Regions from separate parts of the Sus scrofa genome. Here region 2 is linked to region 1. Evidence: chromatin contacts called from public HiChIP or PLAC-seq data. All regions are on one chromosome and are shown on one strand. The core of a region is the stretch at or near the end of the contact, and the rest is flanking DNA. Distances in the headings are between cores, read along the strand shown.

Region 1 (5,912 bases), core at 2,568-5,067:
CCGCAACATGGGGGGTCTTCTGGAAGCTGCGGTGCAGATAGCCTTGTGTTTCCCAGTCACCTTTCTTTTTCTTTTTTTGTCTTTTTGCTATTTCTTTGGGCCACTCCCGCGGCATATGAAGGTTCCTAGGCTAGGGGTCCAATCGGAGCTGTAGCCCCCGGCCTACGCCAGAGCCACAGCAACGCGGGATCCGAGCCGTGTCTGCAACCTACACCACAGCTCACGGCAACGCCGGATCATTAACCCACTAAGCAAGGCCAGGGACCGAACCCGCAACCTTATGGTTCCTAGTCGGATTCGTTAACCACTGCGCCACGACGGGAACTCCCCAGTCACCTTTCTTAAACCAAGTGTGATAGTTTAGTGTTTATTCCCAAAGATCATAGATTGAAAGTGAGGTGGTAGTAATTTCCCTCCAGTTGGAAATTACTTTTCCACAGCTGCCTTTTATGTGTGTTTTGTGGAGTCTGTGAGACCCTTGCAGAAATGCCAGATGATTGAAGGAACCAGACCGTAAGAAAGTCACAGCATCATGATAGTTACGGGGATGGTTTTTCTCACAGTCTGTGGACCCAGCCCCTTCCCTCTGACATACTTCATCCCTTCGTGCAAGTCCCTTTACTGGACAATGATGTGGGAATTGAGTCTGGGGCCAGAGGTAGCTGACCATCAACATGTATAGGATGATTCCTCATGTGTTGTGGGTCAAACGCTGTTATAATTTAATCGAGTCAGGCAGGTGGCTAAGACGTGAACAGTGTCTAGAATCCACAGGTTATAAAAACCTTGAGGTATATTGACTGTTTGCAGTTGAGAAGGGTGAATGTCCATCTGCTGTAATCTACTGTCTTGATTAAGAATCAGCAGGTAACTGTCTACATCCCACTGGATCTCGGCTTGGGGTCAGCGAAGCAGAGAGTGTTCATTCACCTGACTGAGGGTCTGATCGTGCCAGCTGGCAAGCGCATCATAGTTGGGATGTACAGCTGAGCTCTTGATGTGGAGTCTTAGCTCCAACAGACTGGCCCTCGTCATCTCTGAAAATGCCAGGACATAGTGGGTGCTCAAGAAAAATGCAGCCGGCAAGAGAACAGCCTCCTCAGTGCCTCTGTTCCAGTGTTTGGTTTCCTCCCAGGCTTCTTAAATTTGCATCCCTAGTGGGTCAGTTCTACTGCCCGTGGGACAAAGTCCAGGCTGATGGATGAGGGGAGGCTGGAGGGCAGCGTCTCCCCTCTGAGTCCCAGGGCTCTTGGCATTTGTGGCTGCACCTCCCACTTGAATGCCAGGGCAGGTGTGGCAGTGCCAGACCATCCTAAGGAGGGTGAGATGGCATGAGTGATCTATGGGCTGGGGGTCCTACCAGGACTGTGTCTGCCCAGGAGCCCTGGCTGCACGCGGCAAGCTTGGTGAGAAAGACCGGCGTTCCAGTGACACATTTGCCGCGGTGTCAGAGCAGTAACTGTGGAACCACTGTTGCCTCTCATCTGAGACTTTCCTGAGACCCAGGATGGCTTCACGAGTGGGGCTTTAGAACAGTCCTCAGAGGTAGGTTAGGATTGTCTAAAGCCAGAGAGAAGGAAATACCCAGGCACTGCGTCCTCCCCACTTCCTTTCTCACTCCATCAAGCAGCACAGCATCCTGGCCATGATTGGTCCAGAGGGGAGAACCTGTGTCCTGTTCCTAAGGGCGCCAGGTGCTCAGAGTGGGAAGTGGGGAGGACCCCAAAGAGCCCACCGCTGGCGCCAGATCCCTGTGACTCACCGTGTAGGGAAAGGGTACCTGATGCAGGAGAATGTTTCCAAGGAGATGAAGAAGCACTTTAAGGAATGGGCTGTGGAGCTGACTACTCAAGGCAGCTCTGCAGTGTCTGTGAGGGGATGGGAAACTCGCACTGTGGCTGCTGCACTCTGCTTTCTGGTCATGGATGCCATGGCATCTGCCCCAGAGGTTTTTCCCAAGATCGAATGGTTGCCTTCCCTGTAGCTCTCTGGCCACCATCACTTCACCTGTTGACTGCAGCTTTACCCTCGCTGCTTACCTTACTCTGACCAGGCTTTGGCATTAAATCCCGCAGTGTCTGTCCTTTCCCGCCCCCGCATGGGCTCCTGGGGAATGTTCAGAATCGCTGCTCTCAGGGCGGGGCTGTGTGGGTCTTGCACAACTTTGCCCTCATCATCCATGGAGGGCTGACCTCTCACATTTCTGACTTGTCCTCAGCTTGAATTTCCTCCCTTCAAAAGGAGCAGGGTAGCCTCACTTCACCAGCTTGCCGCATGAATTACATAACATTGGTTCAGCTTTGTGCTTGATAGATGTTGCTCACTCATCTGTATTTGTTACCCCCTGCTGGGTAACAAGTTGCCCCCAAATCTGGTGACTTAAAATCAGTGTGCTGTCCACCTAAAACTCATATAATTTTGAATGACAATGATGGCTCAATGAAAAACCTTAGCAGTTTAAAATAGCACGTGCTTAGTATCTCCTAGTTTTATGAGCCCAGTTAGGTTCCTCCAGTACCATGTCCTGAGATGACCTCTGATGTCTTCCCCTGGTGCAGGTCACATGGTAGGGACATAGCTGCCTGGGGTTTACCATTCTCTCTCTCTCTCTTTTTTTTTTTTTTTAGGGACACACCTGTGGCATATGGAGGTTCTCAGGCTAGGGGTCCAAGTGGAGCTACAGCTGCTGGCCTACACCACCGCCACAGCAACAGGGGATTGGAGCTGTGTCTGCGATCTACACCACAACTCACGGCAATGCCAGATCCTTAACCTACTGAGCGAGGCCAGGGTTCAAATACCCAACCTCATGGTTCCCAGTGGGATTCGTTTCCGGTAGAATTCCTACCGTTCTCTCTCTTGAGCAGTGGAACCCCCACTTGCAGTCTGCTGCTATAGTCCAGGAGTGAATTAAGTGATGCCCAGCGATTCACATGGCAGCAGCTGAAAGTTTGTGGCTTGGTGACTCCGTTATTCCAGATTAACGTGTGATCAGTAACCGTGACTGTTCACAGAGCAGTGTGTGGAGTAAGCGGTGCTCCTCGGAGAATGGTATTGTTCGCCCCAAATAGCAGTAACCTCTGGGGAGGAACGTCAGAGGGAGCCATTTCCCTGGAAGGAGCTTGGCCCCAGCACAGCCCTGGTGTCAGCCTCACAAATGGCAAGACAGGAAACGCTGACCGACACCCCAGAGGATTACACGGGTCTGACCCCTGGTTGGTGGGGTCAGAGGTGGTTTTCTCCTCACACCTCCCTGCTAGTTGGAAATATGCCTCCTTTCATTTGGGGCAGAACCTGGCAAATGTGTTTTTAGGACATGTGACTCCCCTGTGGAAGGTCAGGCTGGAAAGTGGTAGTAAAAGAAGTACCCCTTGCGGGTCCTAGAAATAGACTTTTTTTTTTTTTTTAAGGTGAAATTTACATTTGGCAAGTTGAATCTGGTAAGAGCCTTTAAGGATGTCTAAAAATTTCAAAAATTAGATTCTGCCTCTCTAGCCAGCAGGACGCCTGGCAGCTTCCTCTCTTGCAAAACCGGGAGGCTGGGCGAGGGGCTGCGACGGCCTTACCATCTTAGGAAGCGGATGGAGTCACGTCCACCGGACGTGAAGGAGCCGTGGAGGGCGGCCTGGTCCTCCAGTCCCTCCTTGTCCTCCACCGACTCCTTTATCCACCCAGGATGTCCTGCCTCGGACCTCCTCATTTTCCCGCGGGATGGTCCTTTTCCTCCTTTGTGTCACTGTCTAAAGGAAGGCAAAGGAAGTCACCAAGCTGCGTGATGCATGAGACTGGCATCCGCTTGGCTCATCTCTGCCATCTGTGGGCAGGGCCTTCCCCTCGTGGCCGGCTGGGGAACAGCAGGCCTGGGAGACGAGGCCCCAAGGTCATCACAAAGCCACTGGCCCCCGGAAGATGATTTAAGCTGTGCTTTGTAAGAATATTTTGTTTTTGGAGACAAATTAGAACTTGCACTGTCCTTTTGCCCTGTTGCTTCTTTCTTGTCAACTGTATAAGAGAGAGAGATGCTGGGAGTTAAATTGTAAAAAGTAAAGAAACACCAACTGTATTTGGTGGAAGAATTACCTTAAATCTAAATTCAAGCAGGCTGGCTGCTTTAAGTACTCAGAAAAGTGGTGTTTTAGCTTGAGTTCATAGAATATGATGAGTACAGAGGAATATTCCCCTTTCTTTCTTTTTTTGTCTCCATACCTGTGGCATATGGAGGTTTCCAGGTGAGGGGTTGAATAGGAGCTGTAGCCACTGGCCTACACCACAGCCACAGCAATGCCACATCTGAGCTGTGTCTGCGACCTATACCACAGTTCTTGGCAACGCTGGATCCTTAACCCACTGAGCGAGGCCAGGGATCAAACCTGTGTCCTTGTCGATCCTGGTCAGATTCATTTCCATTGAGTCATGATGGGAACTCCGAGGAATACTTTTCAAGATGGCTTTGGAAAGTTTCATCTCTAAAGGTATTTTAAGGGCTGCCCTTGTAGGACCCTTGGGCTGTTTTGAGCAGAGCCTTTGGGGAGAGTGCATGCATGGACTTTAAAATGTGCCCCTGGAGCATGGTGTGGCCAGTGTGGCCAGAGCCCTGGATGCCAGCCCCTCACTTAGGGCACACGCTGTGCTGCTGGCAGGGGTGCTGTCAGAAGGGACACGGTCCCAGCTGGGTGGGAGCTCAGGTCTTCTGTGTTCAGGGTTGCTGGGGTTGCGAGGACAGCAGGATGACAAGGACCTGCCCATCCATGGGGTGGGTAAAGGCAGCTGAGGGGGGAAGGAGGGGCTCTGGTTTTGGGGACCCAGATCTGTTAGCTGGAATCCACCCCAAGGCACAGCTCAGAAATAGCGACGTTGATGTGGAGTCTCAGGAGCTGATGTCCCCATCCTGTCCTCTGTCCTTGAACTGCACACCGCAGAGCAGGGCGTTTGGCACGGTTGTGTTCATGGGCTCAGAACTGGTGCAGGCTGTACTACATGAGGATTTTCTGATGACAATCACAAGCCAACAGCCGTCTCGCCCTCGTTTGCTGGAATAGTGTCCCCAACATAGAAGCCAGAGGCCATGCATATAATTCAGGTGACCAAGGTCACAAAACTCAGCTCATATTTTAGCATCTAAAGAAAAACACCTTTCTCTGAGAGTCAGCGTTTTCTCTTTGTTCTATAGGCTTTTGAAGTTATACCTTTAATATAAGAGACGCGTATGGCTGTTTTTCCTTCTTGAGCTAAATGTGTCCCGCTTCCCTCCTACCTTCAGTCTCAAGTCTCTGCGACCCTCTCAGAGAAGCAGGTTGACCAGAGTGCCCTGTTCCAAGTTCCTGGCATCTTCTTGTGGCCATTCCTAGAGGGGCAGCTGCTGGCAGCTGGGGGCAGTGGCTCTGTCCTGTTTTGTCCTACTTCTTGGGTGGTCTCTTCACTTTAACATATAACTTCCTTTGAAACATCCATTTCCACCATCATATTTTTCATTTCTGAGGAGTCCTTCTTTCTTTCTTTTTCTTCTTTTTCTTTTTCAGGCTGTACCTGTGGCGTAGAGAAGTTCCCAGGCTAGGGGTCTAATCGGAGCTGCAGTTTCCTGCCTACACCATAGCCACAGAAATGCCCAGATCTAAGGCACATCTGCAACCTACGCCACAGCCTGTGGCAATGCTGGATCCTTAACCCACTGAGTGAGGCCAGGGATTGAACCGACATCCTCATGGATACTAGTTGGATTCTTAATCCACTGAGCCACAACGGGAACTCCTCCTTCTTACTTTATGAATGATCTAAATTCACATCCTGCTCTTTTTTTTTTTAAATGAGTATAAATGTCTGGTATTTCTTGTCTGACACTTTCTTTTTCAAATATTAAAAAGCTTTGGGGGTTCCCACATAGCACAGCTAGTTAAGCATTTGGCATTGTCACT
Region 2 (5,782 bases), core at 1,083-3,582, 65 kb before region 1:
AACTGTCTTGAAATATTTACACTCATCATTACTTTGAAATTATAGTCCTTCTTAAACCTGCTGCCACTTATTATTAGATACTTCACTAAAGAAAAAAATATACTACTATGAAACAGATTGGCTTCTTAAACATTGATAACATTTTAAGTGTATTTCAATATAATTTCTTTATAGTTTTTAAGAATTTTGTTTTATATTTGTGTAGTCTACTTTTTCACTGAGTTACAACATATACACAGTGACTAAAATACACATGTGTTAACTGTATGGCTAAGTGAAATTATATATTTTAATGGTATCAAAATATAGAGCTTCTGGGAGTTCTTGCTTTTGTACAGTGAGTGAAGAATCAGACTGCAGCGGCTAGGGTTGATGCAGAGGTGCAGTTTTGATCCCTGGCTGGGTGCAGTGGGTTGAAGGATCCAGCACTCCTGCAGCTCAGATTCAGTCCCTGGCCTGGGAACTTCGATATCCTGTGGGTACAGCCACATAAAAACAAAACACATGAAAAATATAGGGCTTCACCACCCTAGAAAGTTTCCCTGTGGTTTTTCCCAGTTCCTTCATGGTGCTTCTCCTGCAAAAGTAACTTATTCAGACCACTGTTACTATTCGTTAGTGTTATCTGTTCTTGACATGTATATGAAATCATAGAGTGTATGCCCTTTTATTTAAGATTTTTTTTTCTGGTCTTTTGTCTTTTTAGGGCCGCACCTGTGGCATATGGAGGTTCCCAGGCTAGGGGTCGAATAGAAACTGTAGCTGCCAGCCTATGCTGCAGCAATGCAGGATCCAAGCCACATCTTCAACCTATACCACAGCTCACAGCAATGCTGGATCCCCAGGCCACTGAGTGAGGTCAGGGATCGAACCCACATACTCATGGATGCTAGTTGGGTTTGTTAACCACTGAGCCACGATGGGAACGCCAAGATTTTTTTTTCTTAGAGCAGTTTTACATTTGCAACAAAACTGAGAGAGGTACAGAGACTTCCATGTATCCCTATCACCACACATGCACAGCCTCCACTCCCCCCCCCCCCGCCCTCCGTTATCAACATCACTTTCCAGATGATACATTTCTCACCAAGGATGAACCTACATCGATATACCACAAGGCCCTGGTTTACCCTAGTATTAACTCTTAGTTTTTTTTTTTCTCTCTTTTTATGATTGTACCTGTGGCATATGGAAGTTCGTGGGTCAAATTGGAGCTGCAGCTGCTGGCCTATGCCACAGCAATGCAAGATCTGAGCCATATCTGTGACCTGTGCCACAGCTTGCAGCAACAGCAGATACTTAACCCACTGAGTGAGGCCAAGGACCGAACCACATCTTCGTGGACACTATGCTGAGTTCTTAACCTGCTGAGCCACAAAGGAACTCCACTCTCGGTGTTCACATTCTATGAAGTTGGACAAATGTACAAGGATGTATATCTACCACTGTAATATCATTCACTGCCCTAAAAATCCTCTGTGCTCTGCTATTCATCTCTCCCCCATCCCAGAATATTTTTTATTGGGGTACAACTGACACAGAACACTACATTAGTTACAGGTGTACAACCTAAGGATTGGATGTTTGTGTACACTGTGAAACGATCAGCACAATAAGTCTAGTTAATGTGTGCACACTTTCATGTTGGCTTTTCACTCAATATAATGTCTATGAGACCCATCCACACCTTTGTGTGTGTTGATAACCCACTCCAATACTGGGGAGTATTTCATTTTATGAATAGGAACAACCGAATTGTCTATTCTCCTGTTGGTGGACATATGAGTTACTTCCCATTTTTGACTATTCTACGTAAAGCTACTATGGACATTTTGATGTATATCTTTGCATACACATGCACTTATTTCTCTTGGGTTTAAACCCAAGGGTGGGATTAATCATATTTTAGCTGTAGTGGATTCTGCCAAACTTTTTTCAAGTTGGTTAAGTGAGATTGTACTCTTACCAGGAAACAGTTGCAGATGCTCTATATTCTCACAAATATTGGGGATTATTGGTCTTTTAAACGTTAGCCACTCTAGCGAGTGTTTTGTGGTGTATTTTATTTCATGCTTGTAAAAACCTATTTTTCTGAGAAGGGATCCATAGGTGTCACCAGACTCTCACATGCGTGTTCATGGTACACACGATTTCAAATGCCTGGTGAAAGCTGGGAGCCTCAGTTGTTTAACTGGAAGGAAGAACAAAAAGCAGAAGTTCAGGCCAAGCTATTTCCTGTGGAGCCGGAGGAGGACGTTGCTCACTGCTGAGTCACTGGGAAAAGTCCCCCAGCCACGCCCAGCCTCTGGTGGGGGGTCTGGGAAAGGCAGTGTCAGATGGGCAGCCCTGCCCGATCTAAACGCTTTTAACGGGGAAGGAGGGATGATTCACACAGTCTCCAGGCTGTGGCTTTTGACAGTCTTGGCGGGGTTTTGGTGGGCAAAACCCAGCTGCAGCGTAAGAAGAGCCCCCCCCCCCCATGAGGACAACTGAACCATCTCGCTGCCCTGTCCTGCCGTCTGTGGACACAGGGGCAGGGTGGGGGCCCTCCCACTGAGCCTGCCACTTGGGAAACCGGCAAGGTGGTGGGTTCCATGAGGATGAATCAGTGAGTAAGTGCATGGCCCAAGGTGAGGAGGGTGGTCTCTTTGGAGAGGACACGGAAGGCACTGGAGTGAGGGGGCCTGAGTCATGCCTTTACCACACACCTGCACAGCACCTCACTCTGCAGCAGGATTGCCAAAAATATGTCGAAACTGTCCAGGAAGTTGTCATAGTGTCTCAACCAAGGCCTCTTGGTTCATCCCTAAGTGTGGCTTTGACCCACTTCTCAGGCTGGTTACAGTGGCCCCAGGGGTCAGCTGCCCATGTCTCCACTCTAGGCACTTCATCAGCAGCTATAGACCAGAGCAAACAATGAGGTGGGAGCAGGTGTGAACACGTTGCTCTGTGGAATCACACAGGTAGCACCTGGATTAGGTGGTTGCATCACTCAGGATCAGTGCCAAACTGATGGGAGAGGCTTTGCCATGTAATTCAAGGTCAGAGTAGAGGCAATACTTTTTTCCCAGTGAATTCGCACTTGCCGGAAGGGGTTGGGATAGAGATTGACATCCATATGAAAACCAAAGAAGGCAAAGAGAAAGACGCCAAACCTCACAGTGCGAGCTATGTGTAATTAAATATGTATTTGTATGTAAATTATGTTTATATATTACACTATATAATACTTATATGTAATTATACACACACATTTGGAGACAACCATAGAAAAGCAAGAAGTCCAACTACATCTGGGAGGTGGAGAATCACCCCAAACCATCCCACCTGGTCTCCTGTTTGTACCTCTCCCCACCTGGAAGCAGGTAGAGGCAGGTACAGGCAGAGTTGAGAAGAGCTCTGATTTACATCTCAAGGAGGGGGCTGGGAAAATTTCTAAGATGCTAGAAAAGATTTGGGATCTGCTAACATCTGGGATGGGAGTGGAGTGTGGGGCAAATGGTGTTACCAAGAAATGGAGGCAGGAATTTGGGAGAAGAAAGGGAGCTGAGAAGAAGAATGGCCTTGGGGGAGGTAACAGTAGTGCCCAGTGGAAGAAAGCATCCTCACTGGATGCACTGTGTCGAAGGAAGTGTGGCCTGATGCTGGGCTTTCCTGCAGGATTCAAAGGGGTGCACTAGTGAGCACAGAAAGCCCGCAGGGCTGGCTTGGTCACCCTGTCCCTGGTGCCTCCACACTCTCCACGGAGGGGGTTTGAAGGCAGGTGACCTTGAGTAGCTTGAGGCCTGTGTCATGTTTGAGAATACACTGGTCATCCAGCCCTCCCGCCACCCCCACCCGGCTGTGGGCGGCACAGGTGTGCACTGTTCATCAAGGGGGTTTTGGGGGAGCCACGCTCTTTGAATGCTCCTCCCTGGGTCACAGCAGTTGTTTAGTCAGCACATAAGCTTTGAACCTGTAAATTCCATTCAGATCTGTCCAGAAACTCTAGTTTGGGAAAAGTTATCTACAGTATCTTAATGAACACTTCTAAGGAAAAAACACACAAGGGAAGACATACCCACTGGCTAAGGCTCTGCAGACAGATCTGAATAAGAACTTATTGGTTGGCACAAAATACACTGGGATCTTTTGAAAAAAGCCTCACACCTGCTTGGCAGAACCTGAATGCTAACTGTGTATTCTCCTCACCTGGCAACACACAAAAAATGTGCTTCCTGGACAATAAAATTCTGATCTTAATGCCCTTTTCCTTTTTTTCTCATTTATAATTATTTAATGGGGAGATGTAATTGTGAATGCTTTCTTGGCAACTTGGCAATAAACATGAACATCTTGGAATTCCTGTCATAGCTCAGTGGAAACAAATCTGACTGTATCCATAAGGATGCAGGTTCAAATCCTGGCCTCCCTCAGTGGGTTAAGGATCCTGGATTGCTGTGGGTGTGGTGTAGGCCAGCAGCTGCAGCTATGATTTGGCCCCCTAGCCTGGGATCCTCCATATGCCACGGGTGTGGCCCAAAAAGGACAAAAAAAAAAAAAAAAAAAAAAAAAAGGACATTTGTATTGAATATGAGCTTCCATTTGGCACTGGGGGCAGAGTCCATTAATGTATGGGCACAGTTTCTTGGAAAGTGAAGGAGGCTCAGTGTGGAGAGCCAAACTTTTTCTTAAACAGGGTAAGGGACCAGGCTGTACCAAAGTGGGGGTGGGAGGAGGTTGGTCAAAACTCTTCATTAATGAGGCAAGAACCCATGAAAAGCCCATGCATAGGGAGGAAATTGTTGATAGCATTGGAAGGGTGTTTCATCAGCAGGCTCCTTACAGCTGCAGAATATGGTAGGAACACAGCCTCCCTCTTAAAACATAGTAGAAGCCTGGCAAGTTAAAGGAGGGAGGCTTGGTCAACAAATGTCATCATTTGCTTCAAATCCATCACCAAAATTAGTTCCTTAGAATTTGAAGTTAAGAACAAAGTGGCATCATAGGTAGACTGGAAGAAGATATAACTGAATTTTTTTTTTTTTTTTTTTAGGGCTGCATCTGTGGCATATGGAGGTTCTCAGGCTAGGGGTCGATCAGAGTTGTGTCATCGACCTACACCATGGCTCACGTCAACGCTGAATCCTTAATCCACTGAGCGAGGCCAGGGATCAAACCCACATCCTCATGGATACTAGTTGGGTTGGTTACTGCTGCACCACAATGGGAACTCCCTCTATAACTGAATATAATTCAGACCTCTAGTGTGTCTGTGAAGGGTCTTTTAAGTTTAGAAAAAAAAAATCACAAAGAAAAAAGATAAATATGGATGATGACATCTTGACAAATAACAAAAAAAGGCAAAAAAGAGAAGAAAAGTCAATGAGAAACGGGTGATCAATCTTTGCCTTAGATCAGGTTCCCTGGCAACAGAGTCAGATGAAGCTTTGTTATTCAAGACGTTTATTGGCTCTAAGCATTTGTTGCACAGAACAAGAAATGTGATCTACAGGAGTTCCCATTGTGGCTCAGCAGTAATGAACCTGACTAGCATCCACGAGGATGTGGGTTCGATCCCTGGCCTTGCTCAGTGGGTTAAGGATCTGTGGGTTAAGGAGCAGTGTGTTAAGCATTGATATGGCTGTGGTGTAGGCCAGCAGCTGCAGCTCCTAATCACCTGGGAACTTCCATGTGCCACAGGTGCGGCCCTATAAAAACAAACAACAAAAAAATGTGATCTACACCATTTATAATGACAAGGACAGACTCAGGGCATCCTATGAAGTAAAGTAAGCCAAAC

The links. HiChIP or PLAC-seq counts read pairs in DNA pulled down with a chosen protein or histone mark.
Region 2: a contact with region 1 is called in an H3K27ac HiChIP or PLAC-seq map of alveolar macrophages. The contact joins two enhancer-like sites. A contact is called at or near these places in 3 of 47 Hi-C or Micro-C datasets (blood and embryonic fibroblasts) and 1 of 2 datasets of contacts at active chromatin or transcription factors (alveolar macrophages).

What each region holds. Positions count from the first base shown.
Region 1 is chr6:98,355,871-98,361,782 of Sscrofa11.1, reverse strand. The region is part of intron 1 of RAB31 (ras-related protein Rab-31); the gene reads left to right. Among named protein-coding and RNA genes, the nearest start is that of RAB31, 27 kb to the left of the region's middle. Within about 2 kb of position 3,817, at least 23 of the 83 cell types and tissues checked have an H3K27ac peak or open chromatin away from gene starts, as enhancers often do. A contact at or near this core is called in alveolar macrophages, where this site is marked.
Region 2 is chr6:98,419,756-98,425,537 of Sscrofa11.1, reverse strand. No RefSeq gene overlaps it. Among named protein-coding and RNA genes, the nearest start is that of RAB31, 37 kb to the right of the region's middle. Within about 2 kb of position 2,332, at least 30 of the 83 cell types and tissues checked have an H3K27ac peak or open chromatin away from gene starts, as enhancers often do. A contact at or near this core is called in alveolar macrophages, where this site is marked.